Regions from separate parts of the Mus musculus genome. Here all the other regions are linked to region 3. Evidence: chromatin contacts called from public promoter capture Hi-C data. All regions are on one chromosome and are shown on one strand. The core of a region is the stretch at or near the end of the contact, and the rest is flanking DNA. Distances in the headings are between cores, read along the strand shown. Region 1 overlaps Gm39871 (a long non-coding RNA gene). Region 2 overlaps Nup160 (nucleoporin 160). Region 3 overlaps Ptprj (protein tyrosine phosphatase, receptor type, J).

The links. Promoter capture Hi-C pulls out the DNA fragments that hold promoters and counts their contacts. Capture Hi-C pulls out chosen DNA fragments and counts their contacts.
Region 1: a promoter capture Hi-C map of adipose tissue shows a contact between it and region 3. The contact joins two enhancer-like sites. A contact is called at or near these places in 16 of 39 promoter capture datasets (the 3T3-L1 cell line, 3T3-L1-derived adipocytes, the C10 cell line and 10 more), 22 of 484 Hi-C or Micro-C datasets (CD4 T cells, CD8 T cells, DN3 thymocytes and 10 more), 26 of 115 datasets of contacts at active chromatin or transcription factors (the 230-238 cell line, CD8 T cells, the HPC-7 cell line and 21 more) and 4 of 9 other capture datasets (adipose tissue, bone marrow-derived macrophages, liver and 1 more).
Region 2: a contact with region 3 is called in a promoter capture Hi-C map of embryonic stem cells, with 2.6 times the contacts expected there. The contact joins two enhancer-like sites. A contact is called at or near these places in 19 of 39 promoter capture datasets (the 3T3-L1 cell line, 3T3-L1-derived adipocytes, the C10 cell line and 13 more), 1 of 15 datasets of contacts at CTCF or cohesin (large pre-B cells), 9 of 484 Hi-C or Micro-C datasets (B cells, the Patski cell line, bone marrow-derived macrophages and 5 more), 13 of 115 datasets of contacts at active chromatin or transcription factors (the 230-238 cell line, CD8 T cells, the HPC-7 cell line and 9 more) and 4 of 9 other capture datasets (adipose tissue, embryonic stem cells, liver and 1 more).

Annotation. Positions count from the first base shown.
Region 1 is chr2:90,646,745-90,651,430 of GRCm38.p6, reverse strand. All of the region lies in intron 1 of Gm39871 (a long non-coding RNA gene), which reads left to right. Among named protein-coding and RNA genes, the nearest start is that of Gm39871, 21 kb to the left of the region's middle. Within about 2 kb of position 1,295, at least 57 of the 459 cell types and tissues checked have an H3K27ac peak or open chromatin away from gene starts, as enhancers often do. A contact at or near this core is called in the 230-238 cell line, CD8 T cells, the G1E-ER4 cell line and 3 more, where this site is marked.
Region 2 is chr2:90,705,953-90,710,918 of GRCm38.p6, reverse strand. It overlaps Nup160 (nucleoporin 160), which reads right to left. Exons shown (of 37, transcript NM_021512.2): 19 at 3,863-3,996; 20 at 2,716-2,786; 21 at 1,937-2,096; 22 at 817-886. Among named protein-coding and RNA genes, the nearest start is that of Gm39872, 27 kb to the left of the region's middle. Within about 2 kb of position 2,183, at least 5 of the 459 cell types and tissues checked have an H3K27ac peak or open chromatin away from gene starts, as enhancers often do. A contact at or near this core is called in embryonic stem cells, where this site is marked.
Region 3 is chr2:90,472,624-90,477,032 of GRCm38.p6, reverse strand. It overlaps Ptprj (protein tyrosine phosphatase, receptor type, J), which reads left to right. Exons shown (of 24, transcript NM_008982.6): 2 at 2,044-2,062. Among named protein-coding and RNA genes, the nearest start is that of Olfr1274, 74 kb to the right of the region's middle. Within about 2 kb of position 2,007, at least 241 of the 459 cell types and tissues checked have an H3K27ac peak or open chromatin away from gene starts, as enhancers often do. A contact at or near this core is called in the 230-238 cell line, CD8 T cells, the G1E-ER4 cell line and 4 more, where this site is marked.

The DNA of each region.
Region 1 (4,686 bases), core at 46-2,545, 180 kb before region 3:
TGATCTCCAAACCCCCACAACTAATTCCCACAGTTTCCTCTCTCCCTCCCTCCCCCCCTCTCTCTCTCTCACACACACACACACACACACACACACAGATACACAAGTAAATAATAAATACATAAAATTTAAACCCCACATTGCCATTTATGTTAGCACCCCTGATTTTTTAAAAAATAAGGTAGCCTGGGCTAGTAGTTTTGTTTTGTTTAGACTTATTTTATTATTATTTTTTTTTGTGCATGGATATTTGGTCTGTCTGTCTGTATGTATGTATGTATGTATGTATGTATTCCATGTGTGTTCCTGGTACCCTCAGAGGTCAGATCTCCTAGAGTTGGAGTTATAGATGGTTGTAAGTTACCAAGTGGGTCCTTGGAACTAAACCCAGGTCTTTACAAGAGCAATAAATGCTCTAACTCATCTATCTCTCAGTCTCTCTAGTCTTGCACCCAAGGTCCTCCTACTTTAACTTTCTAATCTTTCTCTTTTCTTCTCTAGATCTCCCTCCCTCCCTTTGTTCCTTCCTCCCTTCGTTCCTTCCTTCCTCCCTTCCTTCCTTCCTTCCTTCCTTCCTTCCTTCCTTCCTTCCCTTTTCTTTTTTTAATTTCATAATTTATTGAGTACACCATTATGGTGCAGCAGGCAGGATAATGAGCATGCCATCTGCTCCATGATATTTTATTACTTTTTAATGTCAGTGAAGATCTGTAGTGATGTCTTACCTTTCATTTCTAATGATGGTAATTGGTCCCCCCACCTCTTTCTGTCATGGCTTAACCTGATAAGAAGCTTGTTAATTTTATTGACCTATTCCAAAGAAGGCTTTTGGTCTGGTTGACTTATAGCTCGTGTTCATGGATGGGAAGACTTGGTGGATCTTTCTGATGCATGTTCATACATTCATTCATGTGTGTGTATAAGCCTAAGTACTTTAGGAACACATTCCAGCTTTCAGCCCTGTAGCTCAGCACCGAATTCACACAAATAAAAAGCCATCAATCAATCGATCAATCAATCAATCAATAACTCATGGCCAAGGAAGTCAGGAAAGGCCCTTTAGTGGATGTGGACAATACAGATACCAGACCAATTTACTCTGAGGATTTGTCACTGGGATTCCTGCTCTCAGTCCGCCGCCCAGGCAGGGCTGCCTATGTGCTCCAGTAACTGCACCAGCAGGAGGGAAGCACTCTCACAACCCTTTGTAGACTTGTTCTCGCTGTGTTTGCCACCACAGGTCTCAGGAGGCTTTTGCCTTTCTTGAGCAGAACTGAAAGTTCACTGCACAGCCAACTCTAGTGGCCCCAAGACTTTCATTTCCTTTTTTATTCTAGGGAGAGTATACTAAGCAGGGCTACTTCATCAAGAGAAAAGTAGGTGCCAGGTGAGTGGAGGCTGGGTCTGGGCTTTATTCACACCCATGGCTCTAAGCCAACAAATCATCAAAATCTTTTCTTTACCGTACAGATTTCTGACCCCGCCTCAGACTTCCCCTGATAGCGGATAGAGGACAGGAGTCTGTAATTTTTCCAGTTCTCTCAAAAATGTTCTGATGAGCCTGTAAGGTTTAGGACCCCACTGGGTAGTGGCAGAGGCTCCTTGTCCCTTTTTGGCTCAAGGCGTTCTCTTCCTTTCTCTTAGATCGCATCTTCCTTTCATGCTTTTTTCCCCTATAACACTTAAACATACTTTCATCATGTATTTTTTACATGATATCACATATATTTGTGTATTTCCTTTGTTGCCTGGTAAACTGTTCAAGGGCAGGGATTAAACCTTAGTATTTCCTTCCATGTGCTCAGGACTGCCACAGTGTTGAACAGGTTGTTCACAGAACAAAGGTTAGCATATGGGGTAAGCGGGACTGTGAACATGCTAAACCCCAACCTGACTCACCAAGTCAGTGGCCTCTAGTGACTAGAAGGAAGGATGCCTTTTCTAACATGACAAAAGCTCCAAGTAGGCTATGCCGGCTCAGTTTGTGCCTGGCTTCATAATCATATGAGGAAAATCTGAGCATCTATTCAAGAAAAAAGTTTGAAGCTGGATGTAATGACACACGCCTTTAAACCAGCACTTGGGAGCCAGAGGCAGGCAGATCACTGAGTTCAAGGCCAGCCTAGTCTACATAGTGAGTTCCAGGACAACCAGAGCTACAGAGAGAAACCCTGTGTCATTCCCTCCTCACTAAAAAAGAAAGAGAGAGAGAGAGAGAGAGAGAAAGAGAGAGAGAGAAAGAGAGAGGAAGAGAGAAAAAGCAAAGCAGATGATTTTGGTAGAGGGCAGGTGTTCATGCAATATTTGCCAAAGCCTTTGTAAAAATTTTACTTATTTATTTGTTTGCTTGTTTGTTTGAGACAGAGTATCTCTCTATAGCCCTGACTGTCCTGGAACTCACTGTGTAGATTAGGCTGGCCTTGAACTCATAGAGACCTCCCTGTCTCTGCCTCCAGACTGCTGAGATTAAAGGCATGCAGCACCACACCTAACTAAGGTCTTGTTTTAGAAGTCCCAGTCCTTCAAACCCCAGTCCATTGCTTCCTCTTCTGAGACTTCAGTACCTGGCTTGCACCTTGAGCAACATTTCATGCATTGGAGACAGTCTCGATCTCTCTCAGCATCTTCAACTCCCCTAGGGCCACCTTACCTACCTTGTATCCGAGCAGTTTAGTGGATTTTACTAGATGGATGAATAAGGTTTGCACAAGCGTGCCATCCCAGCACTAGGGAGGCTGAGATAGGAGAACTTCCACAAATTCAAGGCCAGCCTGAGCTACACATAGAGAACCTGTCTCTGGGCTTCTTCAGCTCATAAAAAGGCATAGTAACTTTTTACCTCTAGCACGAAAAATAGGTGGTGCAACTTCAGAAATAATTGGTAATTTAGTTAATTACATGTATATAAATAAAGGCTGGGATGCAGGTCAGTGACAGAGTGCTATCATATAATGCCATATAAGATATATTACTTTTATATTTGTTATTACAAATGATTCATATAATTATGTAATATGTATCCTATAGTAAATGTGTAATTATGTGTTATAATATATAATTAGCTGTGGCTGGAGAGATGGCTCAGTGGCTAAGAGCACTGACTGCTCTGGTAGGGCGCCTATGCTCAGTTCCCTGTACTGCACCTACATAGCAGCTCACAATCGTCCATAAATCAATCCAGTTTCAGAGCATCTGGCTTCCTCTTCTGACCTCTGAGGGCACCACGCTCACACAAGGTACACAGACATGCAGGTAAAACACTCAGACACATAAAATAAAAATAAATGTGAAAATATTTAAATAGTTTTTTTAGCTCTCACCTTTCTTACTCTCCTCTCTAGCCCTCCTTCTCTCTCTCTCTCCCTTCCCCCCTCTCTCCACATGGCCATGGCCACTCTCCCTCTTTCTACCTTCTCTCTTTCTCCCTGCCTTTCTACAATAAAGCTCTAAAACCATAAAAAAATTTAAGTAACAACAATAAAGAATTATAAAATAGGTGCTGGAGAGATGGCTCAGCAGTTAAGAGCACTGACTGCTCTTCTGAAGGTCCTGAGTTAAAGTCCCAGCAACCACATGGTGACTCACAACTATCTGTAATGGGGTCTGAGGCCCTCTTCTAGTGTGTCTGAAGACAACTACAGTGTACTTAGATATAGTAATAAAGAAATCTTTAAAAAATCTTTAAAAAATGTTTTAAAAAAGGAATTATAAAATAAGTAATATATAACTAGTTATATACTATGTATACTATGTATATTATGTATTGTATGTGAATGCAAATACAAAGCATACAAAATATGTAACAGGTATATACATATATATTTACACATGAGCACTGTGTATATCAACTTTTGCAGGCAGTACCAAGTAAGTTAAATAGATACTGGCAGACAACACTGCCTGTCCTTTGAAAGCACTTGAGTGTGTGCAACACTGAGTTAGTCTGGGAGTGATGGAGCCCACGCTTCTGTTTTACCAATGTAGCATGTAGTTCTCAGGTTGCTCCAGGTCTGACAATTTCTTCCAGAAGGGAGATGAAGGGAAGGGATGACCTTCATAATGGTAACAAAGACTCCCCGTTAGTCCCCAAAGTGTACCAGTACCGTGGAACTTTGTCATAGGATGTAAGCCACGCCCCAGTATGTCAACATGGGGGTGTTGTCAGGAAAGAGCCACACCTATTTGAATGGTCACACGAGTCTGACAGGGACAGTAGGCCTTTTGGAAGTCAGAGGAAGGAAGTTTGGGGTTCTTCTAGTTTTGTTTGAATTAAGTTACAGTTGTACTTATTTAGTGTGTATGTCTGCCTTGGCAAATATTGAGGTCCGTGGACAACTTGCAGGGATTGGTTCTCTTCGTCCATTTTATGGATTCCAGGCTGGGTATCTAAGCCTGTATCAGATGAGCCAGCCTGCCAATCTTCTGTGCTTTATATGAAGGAGTTCTCAAAGCAGCATTATACAAGTTGTGGTATATTTAAAATCGTTACATTTAAAAGAAGGCTATTTTTTCACCAGAAAAGTCGAAATTTGACTTTATAATATGGCTATGTCTTGAATATTGGAATTCTGCCAAGTTAATATAGTAGAACCCAATTCATTATGTAATGAAATTAGTAAACGAAGCCTTTGGGGGGAGTGACTAAGTCATGAGCTTTGGCTATCATGAATGGAATTCGTGACCTTT
Region 2 (4,966 bases), core at 934-3,433, 230 kb before region 3:
GTCAGATCTTGTTACGGATGGTTGTGAGCCACCATGTGGTTGCTGAGATTTGAACTCTGGACCTTCGGAAGAGCAGTCGGGTGCTCTTACCCACTGAGCCATCTCACCAGCCCCCAAAGCTTATCTTTACAATTGAATGAGGTGCTTAGCTGTTCTTCCAGGAATGCTGGGAATGGATATAGTTTTATAACTGGTGATCCTTTTCTGTCGGATGAACCAGGCTTGGCTTGTATCTCACAGACTTAACCTTTTACTTACCCCAAGTCTTTACCCCTTAAAATGCTGAACATTACTTTTAGGCCACAAAAATCCTTGTAAGAGACGTCATTTGTACGTTACAAGAGTCTAAACGATTCTAAGTTATCTCAGGGTTGGGCCAAATCCTGACCCCCAGAGGGATTATGTTTGCCTCAGTCATTCTCCCTAGAGACCAGTTTCTCTTCTCTGTTTGCTTTTTTCAGACAAGGTCTCACTTCGGAACGCTGTCTGGCCTGCAGCTCACTATACAGACCAGGCTGGTCTTAGACTCAGAGTCTGCCTCTGCAGTAGAGTTGTTTTGTTTTGTTTTTAAACTGAGTTCAATAATCAGGACTTCAGAGAGCAAGAGCGAGAGGAAAGAGAGAGAGAAAGAGAGGAGGAGGAGAAAAGAGAATGAATATTATTCTACTGGGGCATGCATGTCTTAGCATAATCTAGTTTAATTTTTCATAGCTCTTGCTATCAGTCCAATTAAAATATAGTTAACAGTAACATAAGTAAATAATCTATCAATGACCTTCTTTATAAGAATGGTAAGAAATGTTCAACAAAACTCACCTGCAATTGTACATACTGGCAATTCCCCATCAAACATTCTAGAAAGAGACAACCTGGGTTGCTAGGCCACCTAGTTACTATATTAAGGAATTTTGCTTTTTCCCTGTCTTTGAGTGAAACTTAAAATATCCATATTAATGGGTATCAAACTCAGAAGAGTCACTGAAACAGTTTAATGAAAAACAAGTAAGAGTGGGCTGGAGAGTTGGCTCAGAGCTTAGGAATACTTGCTGCTCCTCCAGAGGACCTGGGTTCAGTCTCCAGCACCTACAGACAGGTGACCCACAATCATTTGTAACTCCAGTTCCAGAGGACCCAGTACCCTCTCTGGCATTCATGGGCACTGCAAGTTGGATGTAAACACATACACTGACAAACACCCATATACATAAAATAAAATAAAGCTAAAAACATCAAACAAACCAAAAATAAATCAAGCAAACAGGAAAAGCCCTGGGGCTTAGTCTACATTGTGTTAGTTGTGAAAACTTTAAGATTTGAGTTTGATCCTTAGAACTCAGTGAAGGGAAAAAAGAAGAGAGTCCGGTGTGATGGCCCATGCTTTCAATCATAGCACTTGACAGACAGAGGCTGGTAGATTTACATGAGTTCACGTCCATCATGGTCTACAGAGTGAGTTCAAGGCCAGCCAGGGCTACATAGTGAGACCCTGTCTCAAACAATAACAAAAAAGGGGTATCTTAAAATAAATACTGTCCTCTTTTGTTTTTGAATGTGACTCATCTGTGTATAGAATGTGTATGTAAGAAAGTGCCGTTGCCCTCAGAGGCCAGAAAAGGAAGTTGGATCCTCTGAAGATGGAGTTACTGGCATTTTAGAGCTGCACACATGGCTGCTGGGAGCTGAACTCAGGTTCTCAGGAACATGCTCTTAACCACTGAGCCATCTCTCCTCACCTCATTTTAAAAATGTTTCAATGTTCCTTCAGGGTCTTCTGATGTAGCTGATAGCTATGTGTTAACACACTTGTCTAGTTTGTGCTGCCCTGAGCTTGATCTCCAGCACCAAGAAAGAAAATAAACTTCATTACAAGGCAAGAATAAAGGCTTTATGAACAATTTAAACAAAATTGGCACCTGGCTTTCAAGCAAAAGGATACAAAAGCTGCAACAAATAACCAGTAACTGCAGTAATCATTTCAGGCCAATTCAATCCAGTTTGGCTTAGAGGGGCTTTGGGTTGAGAGAAGAGATGAGATATAATTTGTTTTCTTGCAACTTCTTGGAAGAATAACTCCATAATTGTCTGAGGGCTAGATACTTAAAAGAAACACAAGGCATCATGGGTACCATCAGTAGCAAAGCAATGAAAGCAGTCTGCAAAAGTCAGTCTATACATATGCAAATCACTCACCGGCTCACTATAGTTAAGCAATTTACATAGAAACCTTTTACAATAGTCCTTAAGATTCCACCTTCTAGCTCAAACAAATCCCCTATATAATTCTGAAGCATGAATGAGACTGCTTTAAAGACTGAGATAAGAGTATGAAAGCCACTTAGTAAAGTTAGAACTTAGTAAAATTTTAAAATGACTTGTTGAATTAATTACTGGAGTACCAAAAAACAATGGACAAAAGAGCAATGTAAGAAACACTAAACACAAGACTCTGATTCTCAGGAAGGTTTCTCTTGGTGGTTTTCTATACTCTTTCTAAGAGTGCTTATTTGTATTACACGTACACCTATGACACCCTTCATTTATGCCTGATCTGGGACTACATCTTCCCAGATGACCTGCCACAACCACAGGTCTCAGGCCACAGGTTGCTCATGGCACAAAAGCAAAGAGCAAGGCCATTCATTTCTACAACAAAGGTGACAAAAGAACAGTTAATAAATACACAATAACCCCCCAAATTAAACCCCTACTCCTTACCCAGTTTATTTGCCATTAAGGCACCAGAATCAGTTAGTTCCAGAACTGACAAATGTTGTAGATTAGACTCCCTATGAAAAAAAGGGAAAACATACTCTATGTTAAATATTATATTTCTAAATTTATTTTATATTGTTGATTTAATTACTATAGTCATATAAGAATTCCACTGAAAGCTTAAAACAGTCAGAAAACAGGATTCAGGATTTAGATTGTTGTCTACGACATTGCTCAAGGGCTGTTCAAAGTCACTTGTGTGTCAGAGCTCACTGACTACTGATAGTACTGTCAACTTTACAGAAAGTAGAATCAACCAGGAAGCAACCATTCAGGCATACTGGTGAGGAAACAGCTAGATTAAGGTTGCTCCAAAGAGCATCCAAGAGGGATTTTCTAGAGTATTAATTGACACGAGAAGACCCATCTTAACTGTGGCTGAGACCATTCCCTATGCAGGGAGTCCTGGACTATATATAACCTGGAGACAGGGAGTTGAGCATTAAGCATGCAGTCATTGTGTTCTGCTTCCTGAATGTAGGTGTGACCAGCTGCTTCAAGCTCCTACTGACACAAGGGACTATATCCTTGAACTGTGAGCTGAGACAAGCCCTTTATCTTTTGAGATGTCTTTCTCAGCGAATTTTATCAGAGCAACAAGAAACGAAATGGGAGCACACAGTAATCGAGGGACTCTTCTTTTTTCTTTGCATATAAAGTTCAGTCTACTTCTAACAACCATTTTGTGTATGTTCATATAAAATAAAGTATTACTTTTTGATAAATTACACTCAACTGTTAAAAACATGGAAGACCTAAACATTTCAACTCTTCTTTAAAAATAAATATAATTACTTTTAAATTTTATTTTTTTGTGTAAGGGTGTCTTGCCTGTATAGTATGCCTGTACACCATGTCTGTGCAGTGTCAGTGGAGGCCAGAGCAGGACACTGACTACCCTACAACAGGAGTTAGACAGCTGTGAACCATCATGTGGGTGTTGGACGTTGAGCCCCCATTCTTGGAAGAGTAGTTGGAGCTCTTACCCACTGAGCTATCTCTCCAGTCTCAATCTTTCTGATTCTTAACGGCAAAAACAAACCCAACAACCTATTTTTAAATAACTTAAAAAAAAAAAGATGAAACTCACAGTGTGTCAACGGGGACATCAGTTGCCAAGCACTGACTTGCCCACTTAATGAGGTAATAAGACAAGAGCAGGGGAGCTGTGCGATGCAGCAGGTCTTGCTGAGCTTGAAAGAGCTGACCAGCTCCTAAGATCACCTATGACAGCAAAGATGAAATGGTAACTCAGGAGAGGTAAAACAAAGCAATAAAGCAATGAAGGGAACGGCACTGTAGAGGCAATACACATGCTACATTTTTATGTAGCAGTTAGTGAGTATTTTGCTGAACACTAAGGGTCAAAACAAATATAACCACTACCAACAAACCAAAACAGTTTCTTTTTCTTTTGTTTTTTTGAGACAGGGCTTCTTTTCACAGTCTTGGCTATCTAGAACCCACTCTGTAGACCAGGCTGGCCTTCAACTCACAGAGATCCTTCTGCCTCTCTTCCTGAGTGCTAAGAGTCTACATCACCACATGTGGTTCAAAAAAGTTTTCTGACTCAGGAAAGCTGATGGTGTTAAGAAATAAAGGAACAGAGAAATCTAAGTCTCTTCTGTTGTTGCTGTTGCAGTTTATGTGAAAAGAAGTTATGACCAATAGATGCAAATTTGTCAACACACCGAAGTCTTAATGTGTACAGTGCGTGACTCTCAACTCTACTTCTCAGAACTCACTCTAGAGATATGAAGACCTGGTAGGAGACTGTTGGTGGTCGATGGCGACTTTCCTAGCATCTGGATATGGGGACAGGAAGATTAGGAGTTAAAGAATAGCCTCAGCTACATAGTGAGTTTGAGGCTATAAGCAACCCTATTTTAACTCCTGATACCTGCCAAAAAGAAACAAAGCAAAACAGCAATATACTAGATAGCCAAAAAGAATATTTGAGTAAGTTAAAATAGTACTAGGTAGCTACTAAAATACTAATATATTCTAGTTTTATAATCAAAATAAAAAACTACATAGGCATACAAAATACACACTGTGTTTACTACTATGTGTACGACTATAGATGACTGTTTTGTAGCATACATGCATTTCATAAAGGTTCTATAATGAACATTTATTGATCCACTTGCCTCTGACTCTACAGTGCTGGGTTAAAGGTGTGTACCACCGGTAC
Region 3 (4,409 bases), core at 758-3,257:
GACGAGAGCGCAGAGGTGGAGAGGGAAGTTGGCAAGGAGGTGATAGATAACCATGTGCTTTGAAGTGGCCATTGCTTCACCATGAGCTCCAAAGAGACCCAGCCTGCCTTGTCTATCCAGTCTGCCTCAGAGCACGGGGAACCCTTACCATGTTTTTAAAAATCATCATCATCATTAATGGGAAAGGAACATGCTGATATATTTTTTATAATTAACTTTTAAGTCTTCACTAATCACTAGTAATTTTCTCCACTTAGAAGGTGGCAGAGCTGGTAGTTATACACAGGGACTCTGCAGTCTGAGTACCACGGTTCAAATCCAGGCCTGCCATTCACCTCTTTATTAATGAGTCGTTTGAAAGACTGAGTTTGTGTCTGGGAGCATTTTAAACAGAGCCTGGTAGTCAGTGCTCTGAATGAATTGACGTCAACATGCTGAGCACAGGGACTCCGAGCTGTGATTCCTTTTTAACTCCAACAGATGATACTCTGCTTTTGCAGGCAGTACTGTTTACCTGACTCTGAGGGCGTGGCTGCTGCTGTCCTCTTTCTTGGGATGACGAAAGAGGCTGCTAGCTGCGGCATTGGCGCTTTAGACGCGTGCTTGGCCTTTGCGGGTGCGTCCTACTGGGATATTTATGATAGTGCTCTCTGACTGGAGTTACTTTTAGACTTGTCTCTTTTCCTCATTTTTGGCAAACAGCTAGAGGGCAGGATGGTTTCAGGTGGTCCTTAGATGAATGGATTCCAGGAGGGGCAACGCTGTATTGATACCAAGGCGGGTACTATGGGCAGGTGCCAGAAGCCACCATCCTAAAGAGTGATGGTTTTGTAGTTGAACTGGGCAAAATACACTTGCTTCCTTGTGCTGGCATGGCCTCTTGTGTTCTCCCCCTCCCCTTGGGTCCATCCTAGACTGTGTTGTTGACATATTGCCTGGCTCAGATGAGCTAAGAAAGGTTAAGCTTGAGAGAGGAGATGGTAGAAAGTTTTGGGGGACCTTGGGGATTCCGTTCCATCTCAGCTAATTGGTTCTTTTCTGTGACACTTATTGAGCACCTACTGTATGCACAGTGTTTCTGCTCCTGTGGAGGAAACAGTGGTGAAGGAGTGAGGGTGGTTTAGTTTTCCTGGCTGGTTATAGAAGAGACTTCTGAAGGGGTGGCCTTTTTGGGCAGGCCCTAGAAAATAAGTTTTGGGGCACTGATTTTGCAAGAGGGAATATATGTTTAAATGTCCTAAGGGGAAATCAGCTTCAAGAATACGAGTGTCACCAAGACTAGAGGAGCCTGCTGGGTACTTAAGGGTGGATTTTTAATCTGAGGGCAGTAGGGAATTGTGGGGCATTTTCCCTTCTTTTGGTTATTTTCTTTTTCTCAGTCACCATACTTTGGAAATTCCAATTACCAAAAGCATGTATTTAAGAGACAATGGGATTTGCGACCTTGAATTACATTAGGCTTTGGGGAAATAATGTATGGTATGGATGATAGTGAGAACCGCCGAAGGGACTCCCTGGCTCCCAAACGAAAGACTAACATTGCCAACTAAATCTGTAAGGCCTCACATTCTGCTCCTTCCCAAAGCTATATACCAGATAATTAGAAACTGATTGCCCTCTACTGATAGACTAAAGAAGGTTACTATTGTATAGTGAGAGATTACAAACCTATTGACTGCACTTCAGCCATGGCTTTAACAGTAGGCTGGCCCTGGACATGGCTAAAGGGAAGAGCTTGTGGCCTGCATTTCCTTTTGTATTCTCTGTAAGGCAGTTCACCTCCCAGGGGCAGGAGGGAGCACTGGCTTGCGGAGCTGTGAAAAACACTGGGTTTATGTAGTCAGCAGCCCCATGGCCTCAGTGAACCCAGTTAATCTTTTGTATAGTTGACTTGCTCTTTCCCTGTATTTACAGCCCCAGGACGCCCTCTCCATGGCCGTCTGCCTCCCGTGCACTCGATACCCACCCCCAACTGCTCTGCTTCTGATTTGCATTTTCACGGTTGAATGGATCTGCTGACTTCCCTTTTCTTTTCCGTTACAGGTCCTGTGCGCAGGTGCGGGTGAGTACCTTGCTCCTTTCCATTCTTGTGTTGTTTGCTACTGCCCCCTAGTGGACACAGTTGCATTAATGGCTAACATGGGGGGAAAAAATCACAGGAAAAAAAGATAACAAGAATCCACTTATGGGGTTGGAGAGATGGCTCAGTGGTTAAGAGCACTAGCCTCTCTTCCAGGGGACCTGAGTTCGATTCCCAGCGGTGGCTCACAACTGTCTGTAACTCAAGTTCCAGAGGGTCTGGCATCCTTGCACAGACATGCAGGCAGAACATCAATGCATATAGAAACATAACAACCCCCCCAAAATACAATGAAGATAGAAACTGTAAGTGAAAGGAGCATTCAGTTAGTTGTTTAACCACAACTATAAAAATTCTTTGTTTTCTCAACTGAATGACGGTGATATAGCACTGTATTCCCAGTTCCTCGGGAGTCTACGTCAGCAGATTCTTTTGAGCTAGGGAGTTTGGGGGCTTCCTGGGGGACATAGTTAAACCACCAGCTCATAAAATCATTGGATTTCTTGTGATTTTCTTTCACCAGCCCACACCCATGTGTGAGATAAATATACTGAAACTGTAATACTGAATATTTCTATTTTATGTGATATGTATTATTTTGCAAGCACTTTCTTATGTTGCTGTTTTACTACACTTACAATATGGTGTTGTGGGATTATAGAAATTCTTGGAAAGCAGAGATAGCCTCCTATATTTTTTGATTTTGCGTGTCAGCCTGGGAGTGAGTCTATAGCTCATGGTTGCGTACTTGCCCGATACATATGAAGTTCTGGCATCCTTTGAAAGGTAAGTTATACAAAGTTCCTTTCCTCTTGGCCCTCCAGTGCTGTGTGGAGGCCTGAGTCCCAGTTGGAGCTGGGTACTTTTCCTGGTCTGTAGGAAGACAAGATAAATACAGATGCCTGCCTAATATTATGGTGACGATGGTTTATATAGCTAAATACATCCAGCTGAAAGCACTGTTCTGGGATCAAGACCTTACTGTTTCTGTAGGAGGATAATAGTAGTTACTACTTTAAAAAAAGGTATATTTTTGGGAAAAAAATGGTAGCATTTTTTGCCCCTAAAATTCAGGACTTTTTTTTTCTTTTCCAGCAAAGCCAAACCGAACCAAACCAACCAACCAAAAAACAACCCAAAGCCTAGGACTCATTGAGATAAAATGATTGGCTTGGTCTCCCCAAGGAGGGCAGAGCTTGCTGAACCCCTCTAATAAGGCAAATCTTTGTTAATAGCAGTAATTATGCAGAACTTTCACAGACAGTGGGGTGCCCACACAGGCAGGCACTGTCTCTCCCGTGAGCCAGCCTGGTAGATAAGTTGGAGAATAGCTGGAGCTCTGCAGAATTTCACTGCTCTAGTGCAGTCTAGCTCAGAGGGTGGAGTGTTATTGAATGCTCATGGCAGGGAACAAAACTCCAGAGCTACCCTAGAAGGCTTTCCCTGGGAACTAAGGACTCCAGAGCCACGGGAGGGGCTCTGCGTTAGTCTGCTGGGTGACCCTCAGGATCACGCCACATTCTGTCTCCCCACACTTCAGGAGGTTCTTTCTCTCAGCCCTGAGAGCTGTGTCATCATGGTGCTGCCTCCAGCCCCTGCCTACATACTAATCTGCTCTTCTTATATGAATGGCAGCTTTATGGGGAGAGACCCCCCACTCTCATGACCTCATTTGGACTTAACCCCTTGACACCCTATCTTGCAAGTGTGCACACATTTGGAAGTACTGGTATATGGAGTACTTTAATGTATGGGTTTGGGGGATGACATCATTTAGTCTATAACTTACAGGGAGTGGGATTTAGGTGCAGACTCCAGAATCGATGTCTGGATTAAAGCTATAGAGTTACCCCCGTGACAGGCAGTAGGGTGGGAAATTGAGAAGGTGTTTACTTTACATTCAGAAGGGTGTGTCCTGAATTGTGAACCCCAGATTCAGCTACCCACAGTGCTGACTGAGTTCCAGTTCCATTCTGTACCAAAGAGACCTATGAGACACATCCACGTATTTTCCCCAGGAGCTGGAAATGCACATTCTTCTCCACTGGAGATGGAGCACTGTCTGGAATAGACCTATTTTAGGATACACAGGACATCTCACGAGTTTAAGAATTCAGGGAGCCACTGCAAGCATCTCTCACAGTCAAGTAAAACCTAGAAATCAGCTATTGCGAACTCTGGAAACTACACACATTTGGAAACTAGCAACATGCTCTTATATAACAGGCTCACAGATCAATAATGCAAGAAAAAAAGAAAAGGAAATTAAAACATTTGAGAAAAAACATATTTCAAAACATACAGAACGTGGCAAAAAGCTGTTCCAAGA